Regions from separate parts of the Zea mays genome. Here region 1 is linked to region 2. The links are chromatin contacts, called in public Hi-C maps. All regions are on one chromosome and are shown on one strand. The core of a region is the stretch at or near the end of the contact, and the rest is flanking DNA. Distances in the headings are between cores, read along the strand shown. Region 1 holds the start of LOC103632654. Region 2 has its middle 180 kb from the start of LOC100272233.

The links. A called contact is a pair of places that touch in the nucleus more often than the background predicts.
Region 1: a contact with region 2 is called in a Hi-C map of ear, with 1.6 times the contacts expected there. The contact joins the promoter of LOC103632654 here to the enhancer-like site in region 2. A contact is called at or near these places in 2 of 25 Hi-C or Micro-C datasets (ear and leaf).

Annotation. Positions count from the first base shown.
Region 1 is chr7:104,856,320-104,862,133 of Zm-B73-REFERENCE-NAM-5.0, reverse strand. It overlaps LOC103632654, which reads right to left and starts at 4,026. Exons shown (of 1, transcript NM_001346421.1): 1 at 1,996-4,026. The coding sequence starts at 3,506. The coding sequence ends at 2,616.
Region 2 is chr7:104,657,816-104,663,994 of Zm-B73-REFERENCE-NAM-5.0, reverse strand. No RefSeq gene overlaps it. Among protein-coding and RNA genes, the nearest start is that of LOC100272233, 180 kb to the right of the region's middle. Within about 2 kb of position 3,399, at least 17 of the 20 cell types and tissues checked have an H3K27ac peak or open chromatin away from gene starts, as enhancers often do. A contact at or near this core is called in ear and leaf, where this site is marked.

The DNA of each region.
Region 1 (5,814 bases), core at 2,777-5,276, 200 kb before region 2:
AACGAGGATATACAGATATACTACTGTACTATATTGATTGGCGCCAGCACTAGAGGCGCACCAGCGCCTGTTCGTTTAACTTTAATCTGTACCGGCGTTTACTGTTTGTACGGTATTTTTGTCTCTCTATATATTGCAGCCGCAGCAGTCTAAATAGCCGGATTTAATCTGAAGCGAGATGAGCAATTTATCGAATACTATAAGGTAAAAAAAATGTCGTAGGGTATATATGTATATACTAATTTGTGTATAGCATAGAGAATAAGTTAATAAAAAAAGATACATGCACCATATAATTAATTCGAACAGAAATCAAAATAATGTCTCTACGATGATAGGTCAAATTAAAAAAAAACTTCGCTTATTCATGGGAGCTTATCATAGGTACCAATTCTATATTAATATAGATGATCAACTTCACATAAAATCATCTCCCGTTTTATTTCGTAGATTTGTGTTTTGATATGTTTTGTAGGTGAAAGGCTCTCTCAGTGGATGCAGTCGAGACTGAAAGTGTGACCATTAATCTTAATAATCCGTAAAACCATTTGATACACTGAACTTTTACATGATTTGAAAAGTTTTTTTTCTTCTACCAAAACAGCAAGTGATCCTGTTCGACACCAAAAAGAGAGGGCAGATGGTCCGGCCCTGGGGCCGGACGGTCCACGCGTGCGCAGAACATATTAGGGTTCCGAGTTTTTTGCTGTGTTTATTGGCTAGATTCTCGAAATTAGCTCGGAAAGTTTGTTTGTAAAGGGTCCAGCCCCCCTCCTCTATAAATAGAGAGGTATACGGCCGATTTGTAATCATCAATCGAATCAATACCACTTCTATTTCGCATTTATTTTCAGTACAAATTAGGAGTAGTTCTAGCCTAGTTCTAGTTTAGCCTCTCAATCCCCAAATTCTCCGCTTCTCTTCGACTCTACGTCGATTAGAGGAGTCTAGGTCGGCCGATCCGAGCCTAGACAACTCCTAGGATCTCTCCTCTCCGACGGGGTCTCTCCCGGGAGCGAGATCCAGGCGCCGCCGGCGATCTTCCGCCGCCCCTGTGCACGCGTGGACCGTCCGACCGTCAGGCAGGAGCCCTAGCCTCGCACCAGGCCACAGACCGTTCGGCCCCTGCGCGCGGACCGTCTGCCCCTGTGCAGAGAGCACCGCCGGGCCTCGCGCCAGGTCGCGGACCGTCCGGCCCCTGCGCGTGGACCGTCCGCCCTTGTGCAGAGGGCACCGCTACAGTTCTTGTTAAGTGTTTGCCGCTCCAAAAAGGCGTCAACAGATCCTAATATATTTGGCTCTCAATGATTATATATTCAAAAGGTGAAGCATCAAATCTGTCACGCACACAATAACTATCCGGTGACAGTTTTGGACTAAAATTCTTTAATTTTTTTATTACCAATGAATTTAATACTTTTAAAAATGATAAATTTTTACTTGATAGAGAAATTTATTTGGACGAAATAAAAATCTATGTTCCTGGCTCCGCCCTAGCAGTGCAGTGGTGTATATCCCGCAGTGTTTTAGCCGTCGGGTCACCGATCACGCATACGTAGGGGGGAAGGGGAAGGAATTTGCCGGATGGAGGGCTTTCCTTTCGCTTCAATTCAATGCTAGCTACGTGAAGGCCAGCCAGTTCATGAACCATCCATGCATGCTCCGTAACGTTCAGGTCACTTGAACCACACGCCTCGGCTTCGCTTGGGTGAGTGATGACAACAGACGATGCTGAACCGATCATATTATCGATGGTAGCAGTGGTAGTACGCGTTACGCAACCGTTGGGTGTTCAGTCCATGATACGCAAACGCAACGCAACCCGCCGCATCAAGGTCGCCCCGTCTGTGTCTGTGGTAAATAAAAAGAACGTTGAACTTTCTGAGCTGAGATTGCTCAAGACAATCTACTAATATCATCAGAGCGAACGCACGCACGCCGTCTGTGTCTGTGGCCGTGATTACTTGCAAACATTCAAATCAAGGAAAAACTGGGGAACAGCCGAACACAGATTGTTTATACAACAATAAACCATACAATAGTAGCACCAACAGTAGCAGTTCATCAAATTACAACTCCTGGACACAGCTAGCTAGCTGATTTTACAACATACATCATACGGAGCACTACTGCTTGACAAGCATCTCCTCACATCACACCGTGCTGCTCTTTACAACCTGTAGAGCACAGCACACCATCTAGCACAACAAAAACAGCTACCAGGACAACGGACACCTGAACGGCCGGGGGGGTGGGGTCACTGACCAGTGTGACACGTACCGGCCACCACCGGAGAACGCCGGACACAAAAACGCCGGCTTCCCGTCGGTTGTGGTTCTCTCCTCCTCCGGAGAACCAAACCCTAAATAACCCGAGATCTACAACTGACTCACCAGTGACAAGGACCAAACGAATCGGACGGACATCTACACAGAACCAACCAACGAACGGACGGACGGGGATTAGCACTAATGATCCAACTAGTGCCCGCGCAGGATGTCTAAAATCCCATCTGCGCGACGGCCGTTAACCTTCTTTAACCCTCCTCCTGCTGCACGACGGCAGTGTGGGTAGGATGGGAGCCAGCCAGCCAGCCAGCCAACAAGGGGCGACGATTAATTGGCGAGGAGGGAGTCCCAGTCGATCTCGTACGACGGGTACTTGGTGAGCGCGAAGCCGGCGGCCTCGTCCCACGGCGCCTCGCTGAAGTCCAGCTGCTGCATCTCCGGCACCGTCGGCCCTGGCGAGGCGGACGGCGACGGGGACGGGCACGAGGACTCGGTGGCGGACTCGAGGCAGGACGAGGTCGCGTCGTCGGACGACGGCGAGGAGCAGTTGCTGGTGGGGGCGGACGACGACGCGGCAGCTGCGGCGGAGGCCGGCTTCTTGGCGCCCTTCTTGGACGCGGCGATGCTCTGGCACAGGCTCTGGAGCTTGGCGTCGACGGAGGCGTGGAGCGGGCCGCGGGAGGCGGCGTTGTCGGGGAAGTTGAGGCGCGCCGCGTCGCCGCGCAGGCGGTAGGCGGCCTGGTCGTAGGCGAGCGCCGCCTCCTCGGCGGTGTCGAAGGTGCCGAGCCAGAGCCGGGTGCGGTTGCGCGGGAGCCGGATCTCCGCCACCCACTTGCCCCAGTGCCGCTGCCGCACGCCGCGGTACAGCTTCTGCGGCCGCGCCGGGGCGGGGGCCGCGGACGCGGACGCCTTCATGGGCTGGGCACGCGGGCCCAGCACGGAGGTCTGTGCCTGGCGACGCTGCAGGTGGAGGCGGGCCTGGATGTACTGCATCTGGGAAGGGCTCAGCTGGCCCGCCTCGTCGGCCGCGGCGAACGGGTAGTTCCCTCCGTAGGAGGAGGCGGCGGCGACGGCTTGGTGGAAGGAGAACGGCGACGAGGGGCTAAGTGGCTGGTGCGGGTGGAGGAGCGGACTGGATCCGTGAGCAGAGGCATCCCGGATAAAAGGCTCGAGTGCTCTCATCAGCTCCTCCCCTGACAGATCTATAGTAGCAGCCATCTAGACTGTTTTTTTTTGTTTTTTTGTTTTTTTTCCTCTCTCTCTAGCAAACCAAGAACAAACGAAGAAACTGGCGGAACCCAACAGCCACAGTAAAAACAGATGGCAGTGGTGGGTAGATCCACTCAGGACAGGACTCACTTGCGCAAGGGAGGTGTGGAAAAAGAACCTCTCTTGGCTACCAACCTAACGACTAGTACTAGTACACTGCTAGAACTAGAACCAAACCGAAGAAGAAACAGCAGATCTGAAGCCCGGGATCTAAAAGGCCACGGGTCTCTCGCTGTCTGCTCGAGGAAGAAGACGGAACCAGGAAGAACAGAAGAGGATGAGAGAGTCGAAGTCGAGTGAACTTTACCTGCGACGCGCGAGAGAAATCGCTCAGATCTAAGCTTACCTCGCTCGATCTCACTGGAACTGCGGCGGCTGTGGACGGGCGCTGGATGGGAGGCGGAGCTGGCTGTGGACGGACGGGGACGGGCGGGGCTGTGGGTCTGCGGGAGTGTTTGGTGGGGCGGGGAGGTGGAAAGGAGGCGCGAGGAGCTCTTTTATAGCGACGCGGCCTCGCCGCATTTGATTAGCGCCCCCCTAACCCTCAGTTTCATCGCAGTGTCGCCGTAATTTTTGGAGGAGTGAGTGATTCCTGATTACGGATTACTATGCTTCGCGCCTACTCCGCCGGCGAGAAGCCCCCCTTTTCCTACAGCAGCGTGTCAGCGATGATGGTGGCAGTGGCAGAGCGTGGAGAGTGAGTCACTGGCCAGTGGACCAGCGACCTGCTCCCTGCGGACTCCACGCGGTGCCATAATTGCACGGGCGTTCCGTGGAATGGGATCGGATGCGGCGGGGTGCTGCTGCCGCAGAGCCTTTGACCACTGGCCGAGCGCCACGTACTGGCGCGTATGGTCCTGCTCCACGGCTTGGTGTCGGTGGTAGCACACGTGGCGGGTTCTCGTTTGTTGCGCCGGTGTTTGGTGCTCGAGGCTGGCAGACGAGGAGATGCACATCGAATATGCTAGAGCGACTATGTATATTTTTTTTTTCTCAGCCAGGAGAATGAACCCATCGGCAACTTGAGGCCGATCATTAGGCGTTTGAACCACACCCAACCGGCAATGAACGGAACAGTCTTTATTTGGGTGAGCGGCAATGGTGATTTCCTTCAGCCCCGTTTTTTGTACGGCAAGTTTGGTCACCGGTGCTAGTGATGCCAGAGAAGAGAACCATGCGTGTCTGGAAAACACACTCCAGAGCGTCACGTATAGGCCCTGTTTGTTTCGGCTTCTGGCAGCTTCTGGTCACCAAAAGCTGCTGCGGACTGCCAAACGCTCAGCTTTTCAGCCAGTTTCTATAAAATTCGTTGGGACAAAAACCATTCAAAATCAACATAAACACATAATCGGTTGAGTCGTTGTAATAGTAGGAATCCGTCACTTTCTAGATCCTGAGCCCTGTAAACAACTTTATCTTCCTCCACACGTAATCGTAATGATACTCAGATTCTTCGCACAGCCAGATTCTCCCCACAGCTAGATTTTCAGAAAAGCTGGTCAGAAAAAAGCTGAACCAAACAGGCCCAGAATACGGTCGGCAACTGAAACGAAAAAAAAAAGAAAAGAAATTAATCGCCTTTCGCATCATGTATTCTGCGTGTTGGGTTCGTTGGATTGGCACACGCCGGCACCGTGGTTTGGCGTCGCTCTCACCACGCATCCTTCTCGTGCCGCCACATTCGCCGTTGCCCGACGTGACGCCATTACAGACCTCGCTGTTGCAGTTACAGACGTGCCGTGCGTGCAGCCACGCCCGCTGCTGCGTGCGCCGGTCCCACGCATCTCCTTTGCGGCGTCACGCACCCGTGCATGGGATCACAAATTGTGCGTGCACCGTGTGCTTGCTCGTGAGACCGATTGTCGTATGCCTTTTTCATATTGAAGCAAACTACTTTTTCACATGACCCTTATTCGACATATAACTCTATTACTATATCCATTATTGAATATTTGTTATCGACTAGTTTATTTTTAAACTAAACTGCAACAAATAAAAAAAATAAAAGAAGTATAATTTAAACATTAGCTTCTTCGTGTGTCACCTCCTTCCAACAAGCGCATGGTTGCTTCACATAAAACGTTTCAACTCTAATTTATGTATGTTTGCGTTATATAAAGAATAGTTATTATCAATATATACACACATATCAATAATTAAAAAAAAATATAATCGTGTTTAAATATACATCTTATTTAAGCAACATCTACATGTACGATACATAAAAACCGTATACGTAGCAATGAAATCAGTTTGG
Region 2 (6,179 bases), core at 2,150-4,649:
GGGACTTGGAGAGGCTTTGATCTTTTGAATTGTGTCTAGGAGTGAATGCTAGAGCTATTGTATTGAATGTGATACTCAGAAATCTTGGATGAGGCTTTGTCTTCTAGTGGCACCGGACAGTCCGGTGCCGCACCGGACAGATACTGTTCAGTGTCCGGTGCGCCTCTGACCCGCGGCTCTGACTCTGCGTGCACTGTTCTTCATTATAGCTCTGATCACCGCGCTTTTGCAGTCGACCGTTGCGCGAAGTAGCCATTGCTCCGCTGTCACGCCGGACAGTTCGGTGGCACACCGGGCAGTCCGGTGAATTATAGCTGAGTGCGCCTGAAGAAACCCGAGAGTGGCTAGTTGGACTCTGTACAGTCCTGGTGCACCGGACAGTGTCCGGTGCGCCAGACCAGAGCACACTCGATTTCTTTACTCCTTTGAATTTGATCCCTAACTTCAATCTTTTATTGGTTTGTGTTGAACCTTTATGCACCTGTAGAACATATAATCTAGAGTAAACTAGTTAGTCCAATATTTGTGTTGGGCATTCAACCACCAAAATTAATACTGGGAAAAGGTTAACCCTATTTCCCTTTCACCCACAAGTCAGTTGTCGTGAGTAGCAAGTGCGCGGTTGGGCTGGTAGGCTGCTCGGAGGGTAAAATCAGCTCAGGTTAGGTTTTATTCTTTTCTATTTATGTGTTCTCCCCTTTTCAAATCCAAATTACATTTTGAATTTAGGTCCGAGTTTCATCTTCAAAAACAAATGCACAAACAAAAGTATTCCAGCATTAATATGATTTGTTTTAATTTATTTTATTTATTATACTATTTAAACAAATGATTTTAAATATGAAATTCATACATGCTAAAATAGAGAATAGGTATTTTAAGAATTAAAATCTCTAGTTTATAAAAATCCTTTTAAGAATAATTATAAATGTCTATTTCAGTAGAGGGATAACTAAAATCATATAGGGGTACTTTTATTAAATCTTTTATTAGAAACAATATTTGTTTCAAGGGATGTTAACTTCAAGAATAAGGTAAGTATGATATTTAATTCAAAAAGAAATCTTTGGAGAACTTTTCGTAGTTTTTAAAATAGGATTTTGGGTGCTACAAATTATACCTTTCAAACTTAAACTTGTCTCAAAATTTTGAGTACAAAGGTAAAAATGCAAGAACTCCATCATGAGGTGCATAATTCTATATCTATTTATTTTGTTATTTGGCTAGCTTAATTCCTTTTAATTGAGCATTCAAAAGCATGAGAAATCCAAAAAGGTTTTAAAAATCTCTAAAGCACAATCTTTAATTTATTTATTTATTTTATTTCATTATTATCATTTTTTCTTCTACTAATTTTGGGCTTTACACCTATACTACGTGGAGGGACACTAGTCACTGTATGTTGTTAATTTTTATAGGCTTTGCATAGGCACTTTAGAACCCAATCCATATGGTCTAGCACTCAGCCGAACAACTTGGAAGTTGTACCATAATATATCCAAGTGGATAACTTTTAGGGTTAGTTTGAGAACTTTATTTTTCTAAGTGATTTCTATTTTTTAGGGAAAATTAGTTCATTTTCTTTGGGAAAATAGGAATTTTTTGAGAAAATGAAATTTCCAAACTAGCCATTATGGAATAAAATTACCATGGGTCAGACTAATAATGAACAGGCGTAGCAAAGCTTTGCAACATGTCCGCCAAACTCTTATTTGATCAAATTTAGCAACTACAAAATTAATCTAGCTCCAAACTACCCCACCATGAATGCAGGGTCGAATGACTGTGATTTCTTTGTTACAAGAGACACATACAGTTCTATGACTACACCAATGGCACCGTCACAACATTTATGGATCTGGTAATGCTCTCAACAAATGATCGCTCATTATTCTCCTTTTAGTTCAAATGATATGCTATCACTCGATGAGCTTTATGGCAACTGTAGAATGCTATATGCTACATTTTTATAACACCATTATTAGTATGATTACTTGTTATTTTCTCCATGTTGCAACTGTAATCACTAGATGCCTTGCAGAACAACTAACGGGACCACCACACCCTTCTCCTATACTACCTCATCTCACCACAGGAACCAGAATTTCCCACTACATCCTGAAATACAGAGATTCAAATTTGCTGATCAATAGCTTAAATAGCCCATGATCACTAGGCGCAACTGGAGCGCTTCTTATACACTATATAGAAGCATTTTATGCTAGTTTAGATAGAATATATGATTGTCTAGTAGATGGTTGGGCTTATATTTTGGCATATTGGCACATGTGGCATTTATGCTAATTTATATTTGTATATGTTGATTTTTATACACCACTCTAATGCTGACTTTTAGGTGTATGTATGCTTAAATTAACATGTGTATAACGTTCCATTCTCGTCGTGTAAAAAAATAGTTCGAAATAGTGCAGTCTTTATGAGATCGTAACTGAACGTGAACCTTTGCTTATCAAGTTGCAGTGGTATCCATGACATCCATGTTCGCGTGGTATTTACGACAATCACCTGTATTCGTGCGCATCAATTATGTTGGGTTCACATGATTGCTGGCATAGTGTCCATCTTAAGCCATCCCTCCGTTATAACTACCATTTTTAAGCTCAAAATTAAGGATTTTATGATCATCGTGATTTATGTATTTTCAAACAAAATTTACGATAGTTTTTATTGTGTTTTACGCTTGCACTAATAGGTACAGTTGAGTGCTTGACACGTTAGTGTTTTGTAGTAATATCGGGTCATGCAACCGGAACTAAAGATTGACACCTTTTATCCTGAATATCCAGTTACGATTGAGAATTCAGTACAACGGACGATTCCGACCGATAAAGATGACCCTTTTTCCAATAGTTCCATTTAAGAATTTGAGATATCACTTTATGTCTATGTCATGACAATAAAATCAATTTGAAATATAAATGCAAGATGTTTAATGTCATGCAATTACGCTTCCATGACATTAAACCGCATGCAATTAAGCTACCATGTCATACACTCTATGATATGAATGCAAGATGCTTATGTCATGCATTCTATGATATGAATGCAAGGTGCTTAATGCCAGGCAATTCACTGCATATAGCAAGCTTAACGCTTGGTGTGCTACACACCTCTCGGTCCCACGCCGCAGGCTCTCGCTGCTCTGTATGCAGCTCGGCACAAAATAAATGACGCAGCTGCAATGCTCTTGTGTCTTTCGTCACCCAAAATAATAAAGTTCTACCCAAAACCGATGCGCACGTCTTTGCCGTCTCCATCCCAACAAAATCCATTGGCAAGACTCCATTTCAGCGGTCCGCCCCGCCACCCCCAGCGACGTTGGCAGCCGTCCGTGCGAAACCGCGTACCACCAGCCCGCTTCGTTTGTCTCGTCCTCGGCCCGTGTCCTACCTGCCGCCCGGCCCGCTACACTCTCTCTCTCTCTCTTATATACACACACGCGCGCGTGCGCCATAGCCATCTCCACCAGAGACCTCGACCGGCTCTTGATCAATCATCTGCAAACATAGTTGTTGAGCCCAGATTTCAGGCAGATTGCTAGCTACCTAGCCATGAGCACCGGCACCATGCCCATCGCGAGATGCGCTGCCACGGTTAACAACACCGCCTGCATCCCTGGCCGGAAGCGCCGCTGCTGCAACGTGACAGCAAGGGCGACGGCAACGTCGTCGGCGGCGGGCGGACGGGCTCCGGGCAGCACAAGGAGGGACTACTACACGGTGCTGTCCCTGGAGCAGCACCCGGCCGCGGAGGACGTGGGCGCGGAGGAGATCAAGCGCGCGTACCGGCGGCTGGCGCTGCGGCACCACCCGGACGTGTGCCCTCCGTCGAGGCGCGCCGAGTCCACGGAGCTCTTCCTCGAGCTGCGGCGCGCGTACGAGACGCTCTCCGACCCGGCGCGGAGGGTTCGGTACAACGCTGACCTGAGGGGAGGCACTGGCGGGGAGGTGGCGAGCCCCGGCGGCGTCGTGTTCGCGAGGCACGTGTGGGAGTCCCAGCTGGCCGTGCTGCGCGCGCACTCCGAGCAACGCCAGCGCGCGCGGAGCAGCCAGAGCCAGCCGCAGCGGCCGGTCTGATTTGTGTGTACGTGTACCGTGCACGACGCGCCGCAATAGAGTACCGTAGATCCGTACGTGTTATGATCCATTCTTTGGTTAATGATTATGCTTCAATAAAGCACGACCAAAGTGCCCTTTTGTCCTAGTCGCTCATTATTTGAATCGCCTTAACAGTTGACACTCATCATAGATTTTGTTGTTGATGTACTACATTCTGTGTGGAATGAAAGCAAAAGGAAAGCCTTGCCTAGGCGGTCATCATAGCCTATCCTCGAAAGCTACGGAGTCTCAGTTTTGAATCTCTCCAACAAATTCTCTAAACTCTCTTTTACCCTAAATTTTAGAGAAGATTCTCGTACTATACACATCTGTCTTCAGCAACATCCGTCCACTGAACGGTGATATATATATATATATATATATATATATATATATATATATATATATATAGGGTGATGGTAATTAGAGCCCTGGGCTTCCATTAGTATGGGAAGCCCCAGTCAGGTATATCTACGCGCGCTCGATCTGGTTCTGATTCTGGCTCGAGCGGATTGCAGCGTAAAACGTGACCTAAAACAGCATAAATGAGTACGAAATTTAGCGTAAATCTTATATATGTTTTGTAACAGCAAACGGGGCCTAAAATTACGGCGTAAAAATCGCATGCAGCCAATCGTGCGCGGGTTCTGGCTCGGGCGGATTCCAGCGTAAAACGTGAGCTAAAACAGCGTAAATGAGTACGAAATTTAGCGTAATTCCTATATCTGTTTTGTAACAGCAAACGGAGCCTAAAATTACGGCGTAAAAATCGTGTGCACCCGATCGTGCGCGGGTTCTGGATCGGGTGGATTTTAGCGTAAAACGTGAACCAAAACAGCGTAAATGAGTACAAATTTTATCGTAAATCATCGATCTGTTTCGTAACGACAAATGGGTCTCGAATTACGGCATGAAAATCGCCACAGGCGCTGTCTCGGGCGGATTTCGGCATAAAACGTGAACCAAAACAGCGTAAATGAGTATGAATTTTAGCGTAAATCATCGATTGATTTCGTAACGGCAAATGGGGACAAATTACGGCGTAAAAATCGTGCGCGGGTTCTGGCTCGAGTGGATTTAAGTGTAAATCGTGAACCAAAACAGCGTAAATGACGGGTTCTGGCTCGAGCGGATTTAAGTGTAAATCGTGAACCAAAACAGCGTAAATGAGTATAAATTTTAGCGTAAATGAATAGAAATATCAGAAACAGACAAATAGATGGAAGCGGATCCATGAACTGAAATATAGGTCATAAAATCCTATTGACATTGGCATAAATATGTATACAAAAATAGCATAAAAATAGGATCGCCGTCCTGCGGAACCAGCGCTTCGCATCTGGGATGCGCCACCACTTCGTGCCTAGGGGAGGATGCCGTCGTCGCTAGCGCCTAGGGAAATCCGCCGTCGCGACCGCTGGCACATCGCCGTCGTGCGCACCTCATGGGGCCGCCGCCGCGTGCGTGCCCTTGGGATCCGATGCCGCAGCGTGTCCCTAGATTCGCCGTCGCGCCACAGGAATCCGCCATCGCGAGCGTGTCCCCAGATCCGCCGTCGCGCCTCAGGGATCCGCCGTCGCGAGCGTGTCCCCAGATCCGTCGTCGCGCCACAGATGCTGGAGCGGCGGTGGCGGTGGCCATCGCAGAGACGGATGGGACAACCGCCGTTGTCACCGGGCCTAGGGTGCGCTGCCGTCGTCCGTCCGCTTCAAGAGCGCCGTCACCGCTTGCTCGCCTGCCTCGGAGCGTCGTTGTCGCTCGTTCCTGGTAGAGCGCCGCCGTCGGTCGCCTGCCTCGAGGTAACACCGCTGCTGGCCCCCAGGATCACCGCCGCTCGCACGCCCTAGAGAACCGCCGCCGCCGCTAAAACCTAATTCCTGGCGGCGTGGGGGTGTTTTTATAGTGGTGGCGTGGGCCGGATCGTGGGCCCGATGCACGTAATATGCGCAGACTATATTTGCATAAACTGATACACACATCAGCATAACTCGTATTATATTTTGGCGTAAGCAGTTAGGTACAATAAGCCAAAAAGGGTCCGGTGCGGTCGCGCACCTGGTC